2 separate regions of the Mus musculus genome follow, and region 1 is linked to region 2. The links are chromatin contacts, called in public capture Hi-C maps. All regions are on one chromosome and are shown on one strand. The core of a region is the stretch at or near the end of the contact, and the rest is flanking DNA. Distances in the headings are between cores, read along the strand shown. Region 1 has its middle 48 kb from the start of Gm32622. Region 2 has its middle 160 kb from the start of Slc4a3.

Region 1 (4,479 bases), core at 1,043-3,542, 180 kb after region 2:
TGACAAACATATATGGTGTTTGATGCTTAGGAGCAGGTGATTTTTGAAGGGCTCTAGCAGACCCAGGCATGGCAAACATGGCACTGGCAGGCCTTGCTATTCTCCCTTTCCTCTCCTTTGTAAACCATAGCCTAACATCCCTAAAACTAGACACTAAGGTCTATTCCCTTATTTGGACATTTTCTCATGCCAGACTCATTCCTAAGGCTGATCACCAAGGTTCAGAGTTAACAAAGTATTCATTCAAGTACAGAAATCAAAAAGCCCTGTTTTGGCTACCCTAATTAACATGCCCAATCAAAACACCACTGCATCCTAGCCCATTCTGACACACACCCACTGCATCCTAGCCCATTGTGACACATACCCACTGCAACCTAGCCCATTCTGACACACGCTCACTGCATCCTAGCCCATTCTGACACACACCCATTGCATCCTAGCCCATTCTGACACACACCTCTCCATTTTTTTTTTGTCTTAAAAATCACACCTGCAAGGTCATTTGCTGCTGCTTTCTGCCTGAGTCAGAGATCAGTCACTTTACTTCTCCCCCCCCCACACACACACTTAATAAAGGGTCTCTCTGTGGAAATGGGTGTTTGGGTGTGGTTTGTGTCTAATCCCAGGTCTGGGAAGGAACAGTCCGCTGTGTGCAGGACCTTTCAATTCTAGAATGGAGGGCAGGAGATGTGGGTCCTGTAGCAGAATTTCCCCCTAATTAATTGATTGGATAATAAAGAGGACAAGAAGCCAATCGTTGGGCAAGGAGGAGGAGGCGGGCCTTCCGGGTAGGCTTACATCTGTCTCCCAGCTTTGTCCCCCATTTGCTTGTCCTTTGACTTTGGACAACAAGGAATTGGCTCGGTATTTATAAACTAGACACATAACTGTTGGAAACAAATAAAAGGAACTTATTCTAAATATTACCATTTCATTTCCAGATTCCATTTAATTATAGAAAGAAACTAAGTTGAAGGTCCCAGGCCCTAGGAGAACTGGGCACTTCCCTATAGCTGAACAGCTTCTATTGCAAACAGTTGTCTGAGTCCAGATATCTCAGGGACACCTTGTAAGGAGACAGATGTCTGACTCCAGCCATCTCAAGGACAATTTCTCTGTCTTGCTGGCAGGGTCAACAAGTTCATGTTCCCAGGTGTAGGAATCAACACCTATCCCATTTCTCCAAATGTTTTCTTAATTTTGTGTTAACCTGTAAAGAATATAGACATTGCTGTTATCTAAACAAGGTGCATAAGTTGTAAAAATATATAACCAGTAGCCTGTTATGCCCTAATTAACTACATGCAGCTGAATCACTCGTATTGCTCTGAGCTCCAGACCTAACATCTAGGAGAATGAACCAAGGGCCTTGAAACCGGTCATCCTGGATATGGGTCACTCTCCAGTGGGTACTTCCTTGCTTAACCTGGAATGTCAAAATACAATTGGACAACATTGCAGCTCCTCCCAGACTCCCTTTGCTTTGTGTTCCCATCCTTTTAAAATGTTGTACAATCTCCCTTTGGGGATGAGGTTCTGATCCCTGAATAGGCCTTCACCTTGAGTGCTCAGAAAATAAAGTTTTCATTTTAAAGCTTCTGTATCTGAAGTGAGTTTTCTCAGCTTACACCCTGAACTCAACAATAACTAACACTAAATTAACAGTATATGCATAAATACCAGGGGAGGGACAGGGCACATAATAGCTATTTAACAAAAGGAAGCCAGTCATTTTTATACATTTCCAGTCTTCGAGAAGAAAAACATGGAGCTAAGAGCATGCAGACAGGTTGATTCTGTTACCAAGTGGTTGGGACCTTGGAGAAGCGAGAAACCTATGGGGTGTCATACTCCCAGCATTGATTTAATCAGCATACATCAACTGCCTCTTAGTACCCAAGATCTGTGGTAGGAACTGAGAATTGGAATGGGACTCACCCAGCTCTTGGTTGCCCATCAGCCAACTGAAGAAGATAGAAGTCCCACAGCCTTAGATAGGCATTAGAAGGATTGGTGATTTGTTATTGGAGAGCATGGGGGGCCCACAGGGCCAAGGTACATTAGTGTTTCCCCCAAGTCACAACACTTCAAGGTAGAAGCAGTTTGAGAGTGTTTCCATGAACTCTGGGGTGTGGTGAGGGGTGCGGTGGGCGAGGTGGGGCTCAACCCTGTCTGTGCCAGAAGAACTTTTGGGACTCTTGTAGTGAGGCAGAGAATCCCCCTGAGCATCAGGGCAGGAAATAAGGTTTCACACTGCTGCTACAAGTAAACTTCCCGTTGAAAATCCTAGACAGTTCTAATGCGTGTTTCCTTATTTGTTTTTTGCAGCAACCTCCTGGCCAAACTGACCAGCAGGGTGTCTGTGTTTCCTTTAAACTCCCAGTTTAAACCTGGCTTAAAGAAAAATCCTTCTTTTGTTAATCTCATTGTAATTGTGAAACACCGTGTTTGGGGAAGAGTTTCAAGGCAGAAATCACCTTGAGGTGTAGCTCCATTGTCTTTTAATTTAGAGCAAAAGAAATTCTTCTAGTTTCTCCTGTAGCCCGAGGGTGTTGGCATTCTCAGCAGCTTGCGCAGGAGAAAGGAGATCATGTTTTTAGAGGGGGCTTCTTTACCCATACCTTTTACTTCTGTACTGTTCATGGGAATCATCTTAAAAAAAGCAAACCATCAGTTGCCATTTCCTATTGTCTGGGGAAATTGGCACACATCTTTAGTGCTTAAAGAACGGTCTCTTTCTTGCTGCTTTGCATTGCAAATGAGCTTCAGTCCAGGGAAGGCCTAGGGGAGCCGAAAGGCACCTTTAACATTTGTTTTCCGGCTGCCAAGAGAGTTATGATGAGTTATTGAGTTCAGGGCGAGTGCTACCAAGGATGTCTGGGGATCAGAAGTACTGATTCTGGCTCCCTGGCTAATCCTGAAACCCCCTTAGAGAATACTGACCCAAAGGTACTCATGGCGCATTCTGGAAGCAAATGGGGGTAAGAAACCCTCTAGGAGGGGGGGGGAGAGAGAGAGAGAGAGAGAGAGAGAGAGAGAGAGAGAGAGAGAGAGAAGAGGGAGAAGAGGGAGGAGGGAGGGAGGGAGGGAGGGACACACAGAGACACAGAGACAGAGAGAGACACACACAGAGAGAGGCGGGTAGGAGTGTGTGATGCTGAGAGATTTAACATCCACAGTGGTAGAAACACCAAGCTCAGCGAAGCTGCTGCTAGTTAGCTCCCCCTATAAACTCGCGATGCTTCTGTTATTTTGTTGCTTTCCTGGAGTTTCTTCAGAATTCCGGAAGCCTGTTTCTTTCCACCCTTAGTCTTAAACACTTTCTTCTTCTAAAAAACGCTAGGATATCCACCCCCCCCCCCCCCGCGCCTTTTTTTAGAGGAGGTCCCTGTTAGAACCTGGACTGAGCAGGGGGCTGCAAGAAGAGCACAAATCCTATTTACTAGTCAAAATACCAGACCTGGCAGGTCCTTATGAAAATCAAGGGGACAAATTATGGGAATGAATCTTGAAATGTTGGTTCTCTATTCCTAGAGCTTCTGAAACAAAGGCCCATTTTCTCCTTTCATGTTTCCTGTACAGAGCCTCTGCTTACTCTTTTCACTATTTTGGAAAGTTTCAAACATACAAAAGTAGAGAAAATGGTCTTGTCATTCCTTAGGGCTCCCACTGTCTTTGTTCACGCCTCTGAGTCTTGCTTTCACAGGGCTTCCTTTACCATCCCTTCCCCCCATAGACTTCTAGGGATTGGCTGTCCTATTCACCTAAGACAAACTCTGAGGGCTTCCAAGCTTGGAGGCTGTGTTCCAGCTCCAGAGCTTCCTTCCAGCCCCACAGCTTCCCCCTCCCCACCTTCTGGTACAATCATTAAGAGTTTGTCCAATTCCCCACAAGACTGCCTTCACTGTTTCTCAGACCATCTCCCACCCTTCTTTCCCTGTTTTATGTTCTGTAGTCCTGGCTGGCTCCCTACTGGACTCCAAGCATCTTCAGCAAAGGGTCTGTGTGTTTTGGGTACCCGCTTCCCCCCTCCCCCGCCCCCAACTCTTGATGTGCACCTAGTAGGCATTCAGAAAGTGCTGGCAACTCTGCTAGCACATATGGTTCACATTTTCTAAAAATTCCTCTTTGCTCTGATTATCTGCCAGCCAAGTGTACTCTGGGGTAGCAAAAGGTAAATGGACTAAAAGATGTAGTTCAAGGAGTAGTCAATAGTGTGCTCATAATTATGAGCGGGAATGGAATAAGCATAAACTTTCTTGCATAACTAATCAATACCTTAATATATCTCCATTAGTGAGGGTGTGTTTTATGTTATTGATGTTAAATATCTACCTATTGTGTCAGAAAGGTTTCAGAGTAATTGTTATTGATGGCAGAAGCCTTGTCAGCTGCTAAATGTAGATTTTCTTTACATAAAAAAACAGATGACGATTGGCTGAGATTTATTTTTCCTGTATTGCTATAAGCCAGATT
Region 2 (4,427 bases), core at 306-2,805:
GCCACGTAGAGTGTTGTGGCCAGCCTGGGCTACATGCAGTCCCTGCATATTAAGGTGGAGTATAGGGCACACAGTGGTGCTTGTCTTGTGGGCATGTGTGTAAGAAGACAGACTGATTTGGGAGCCGAGGTTTTGATTTAGATCTAAGTCTGATTTCTCTGAGTTAGGTTGCGTTAATCTAGCATTTGATACATGTATAGGCTATGCAAGGATCAAATCAGGGTAGTTAACAATTATAGGTTTCTTAAACATTAATTTTTTTATTAATGTGTAGTGATTGTACAGAAGCCTGAGACAGTGTGTGTGTGTGTGCTTGGCTCAGTGCTTCAGACACATAGCCAGGCTGAAGGCTGTGGGAAGCAGCAGATGTCGGGAGGTGAAGGCCCCCCTAGCTTCGTAAGGTGTTCTCTGAGTCCCTCTGGCCTTGACTTCCCTGTAAAGTAACTGAGTGTTTTAAAATGAGAGAGGGAGAGAGATGGAGACAGAGATAGACAGAGAGACAGAGGGACAGAGAGAGACAGGGAGAGAAAGGGAGAGAGACAGAGAGAGACAGAGAGCTTGTGTGCCGATGTACCTTTGTGGAGGTCAGGGCCTGAGTCCTCACCTTCTGTCTTGTTTCTAGGCAGGACATCTTTCAGTTCACCATCATGTAACTGGGTTATCTGTCCTGTAAGCTTCTGGGATTCTCCATTCTTGGCCTTCTATCTTGTGGTAGGGACACTGGGAGTTCACATGCTCACTGCTGTGCCTGGCTTTAAGTGAGTTCTAGGGATTTGGGCTTTAGGCCCTCATGCTCCTGTGGCAAATGTTTTACCAGTGGAGCTTTCTCCTTAGTCCCCAGTCTGAGTTTTAAATCTAGGGTCAACATTCAAGTACAGAGATCTTAGGTAACAGATGGACCTTAACGTCTATTTGAAGACTTAAATTGCTTGAGCATCACAGATTATTTTTATTTGTTTCATATGCTAAGGTCATCATTGTTGTCTTTGTCGTCATCATTGTCATCATCACTATCATCATCACTATCATCTTTTCCTCTTCCTCCTATTCCTCTTCTTTTGCTGTGTTAGGTGTTATCCAACTACACCTCCAGCCCACATTCTGGGATTCTGAAAGCCTTCATAGGAAATATGTTTTCAGACCCACTAGAATCCATGACCTCCACATTACTTTCCAGGCTAAGCTTCCAGGTTACACAGCCACAGTTAACGGCGCTCTCAGGAAAGGTGTTAGAAAACTTCTTTCTTTTGTTTCCTGTTCTGGTTATTAAAAGTCAGGACAAATTTCAGCCGCATTGAGAGACCAGCTTTGAGGGTAATTTGGATCTTCAAAGAGAGCTCCTCTGGCCCCTTGAAGGAGTTGTGTTAAAGCAATTAAATGTTATTTGAAGGAAAGAAAGAATGCGGGCTGACTACTGAATAACAGGAATAGCATTAACAAAACAAAACAATCGCTGCCCTGGGATCAAAGCCAGAGAGGCTGAGAGCTTGTGCTGGGGAGAAGGGGAGCCGGGAAGAAAGGGAGGCCTTAGAGTGGCTTCCGCTCAATTAAAGACATGGATGTGCAATCTGGGGATAACATTCCAAATGCAGAACAATAACTGGGAACGGAGTCGTGAATGGTCCCAGGAGAGCTCACTGAGCAAGAAACTCTGGATTCCACATGTCTGTTCTGAAGAGGGTAGGGCGAGTCAAAGAACAAAACAAGCAAGTGCGCAGGCTTGTTTGCCATTCAGGGGAGCCACAGAAAGCTCAGCATATGGCGTGCGGAGATTCCGGAACGCACTAGAGATCTCTTTCAGAACGATTATTCTCATTCCAGAGATCTGGGAGCCAGATGATGACGCTCCTGGCCGAAGCACGATGTGTCGCTGAACAGTATTTCACGGATTTATCACCTGGTCCCCAAAGGCTTTTATTGTTTCCAAAACTCAGGTTTCTTCCACAAACAGCAATGACTCATCACTATGGAGGCGGTTTTGAAAGTCTGCTACAGATCTCAGAAAGAATGCATTCAAAGGGGAGGCTTGAGTGGCACCCAGAAAAAGGGCGTGGCGTCTCTGTGGTCCAGCAGGGGCCATGGAGAGCCATGGTTCTTGTTTATCTTTGGAGATGTGTGTACGTGTGTTTATGTGGGTGGGAGTCAGCCTCAGCTGTCATTCCCCGGGTACTAAAGTTCCGTCTTGAGTATTACTATTATATTTTATTTTAGACAGAATCTCCTACTGGCTTGGAACTCTCCATAAGCTGGCTTGCCACAGAGCCTCACCCAGAGAAATACCTCTCTGTCTCCACTTCCCCAGTTCTGGATTTATAAGAGGGCTTCATACCTGGCATTTTATGTGAGTTCAAAGGATTAACTCAGGTCTGCATGCTTGTAGAGCAAGCAGTATACCGACTAAATGGTCGTCTAATATCTCTGTGTTTATTTACTGTGTGTTCCTGTGTGTGTGTGTGTGTGTGTGTGTGTGTGTGTGTGTGTGTGTGTGTGTGTTGTCAAGACACAGGTCCCAAGGTGAGAGGACAACCTGTAAGTGCCAATTCCCCCTTTCCACCATACAAGTCCTAGGTATTAAAATTAGGCTATCAGGAGTGGCAGCAAGCTCCTTTAATGGCTGAATTCTCCCCCATGTCCATGGAGCTTTCAGGGAATGAGGAGAAGTAGGTAGCGGACATGGGTCTATGTGGGAAGTTTTGCACTGCAGCCTGCAGGGCCTTCTGATTTAGACACAAGTGTTCATAAAGTACCGTGTTCACAGAATGCAGGGAGTCCATCTGGGGAAGCAGGATGCTGATATTAAAAATCTAACTCAGGCTGAGGACTCAGGCTAGTCAGTAAGGCACCTGCTATATGAGTGTTAACACCCGAGCTTGATCCCTAGCATCTGCTTAAGAAATCCGTCATGGTGGTACGAGCATGGAATCTCAGAACTCGGGTATGTGCCGCGGGGTTGGGTGGAGACAGGATGGATGATCCTTAGGGCCAGCTGGCCAGCCAGCCTTGCAGAAGCAGGAGCTTCAGGTTTAGTGAGAGGCCCTGCGTTAAAAAGGAGGGGCAGAGCGATTGATGGAGAGACCCTTCACACATGTACATGTCATGTACACATACACACATATGCACAAATCTAACTGTAATTAGACATATACTAAGGGCACCAGGTTACAGGTTTTGGGCTGTGTTATAAGGGGAAGGAAGAGATTCTTGGGTCAAGTGCATCTGGGAAACAACTGGAATCAGATGGCTATGTCCTTTCCTCTCTCCCCTTTCTTCCCGTCTTTTCTTTTTTTGAAGCTCAAGGACAATTGTATCAAAGTTTGAGAGATAAAGGAAAGCCAGGCTGAAAGTCCTTTCCAGCTGCCAGGAGGAGGAGAGATGAATAAAAAGGCATGCCTTTTAAGTCAGGTGTTGTGGTCCAGAAGTGACGAAGCCCCAAGTGCCTGGGAAAGGATACTTAAGATTTTTCTTCCAGTATCCGAAAAGAGATAAAAGAAAGGAGAAGGAAAGAAGAAAACATGCTTAAATGTCTGGTTGCGGGTCTGAGTTCAGAGAGTATGCCATCCCAGGCTCTTGTGTTCCAGGAGAAAAGATTGCAACAGAGAGACACAGTTATTGAATGAGAAACAGTTTATTAAGTAAGAAAAAACAGGGGCGGGAGAGATGGCTCAGGTGTTGAGAACATAGACTGTTCTTCCTGAGGACCAGAGTTTGGTTCCCAGAACCAATATCAGGAGGTTCACAACCACCTGTACCTCTGGTTCCATAAGAGACCTGAAGCCTCTGGCTCCTGTGGGCATTCTACACATGTGCCCATACAAATACGTATTAAATATATAGTAACTCTCGGAGGACAAAAAGGAAAAGTTATTTTCTTTTTTCCTTTCCTTTCCTTTCCTTTCCTTTCCTTTCCTTTCCTTTCCTTTCCTTTCCTTTCCTTTCCTTTCCTTTCCTTTCCTTTTCTCTCTCTCTCTCTCTCTCTCTCTTCCTTCCTTTCCTTCTTCCTTCCTTCCTTCCTTCCTTCCTTCCTTCCTTCCTTCCTTTCTTTCTTTCTTCCTTCCTTCCTTCCTTCCTTCCTTCCTTCCTTCCTTCCTTCCTTCCTTCCTTCTTTCCTCTCTCTCTCTCTCTCTCTCTCTCTCTCTCTCTCTCTCTCTTTCTTTCTTTCTTTCTCTCTTTCTTGTTTTGTTTCATTTTGCTTTTGAGACAGGCTGTGTAGCCCTGGCTGTCCCAACACTTGCTCTGTAGACCAGGCTAGCCTTGAACTCACAGAGATCTGCCTGCCTCTGCCTCCTGGATGCTGGGTTTAAGTGAATGCACCATCTTTGCATCTGGCAAAGGAAAAACCCTTTTTTTTTTTTTTTTTTTTCCATTTCTTTTTTCTTTTTTTTTTTTCCATTTTTTATTAGGTATTTAGCTCATTTACATTTCCAATG

Evidence for each region. Capture Hi-C pulls out chosen DNA fragments and counts their contacts.
Region 1: a capture Hi-C map of embryonic stem cells shows a contact between it and region 2, with 2.4 times the contacts expected there. The contact joins two enhancer-like sites. A contact is called at or near these places in 1 of 115 datasets of contacts at active chromatin or transcription factors (embryonic stem cells) and 1 of 9 other capture datasets (embryonic stem cells).

What each region holds. Positions count from the first base shown.
Region 1 is chr1:75,886,264-75,890,742 of GRCm38.p6, forward strand. No RefSeq gene overlaps it. Among named protein-coding and RNA genes, the nearest start is that of Gm32622, 48 kb to the right of the region's middle. RefSeq lists an enhancer at 1-224. Within about 2 kb of position 2,293, at least 11 of the 459 cell types and tissues checked have an H3K27ac peak or open chromatin away from gene starts, as enhancers often do. A contact at or near this core is called in embryonic stem cells, where this site is marked.
Region 2 is chr1:75,703,431-75,707,857 of GRCm38.p6, forward strand. No RefSeq gene overlaps it. Among named protein-coding and RNA genes, the nearest start is that of Slc4a3, 160 kb to the left of the region's middle. Within about 2 kb of position 1,556, at least 64 of the 459 cell types and tissues checked have an H3K27ac peak or open chromatin away from gene starts, as enhancers often do. A contact at or near this core is called in embryonic stem cells, where this site is marked.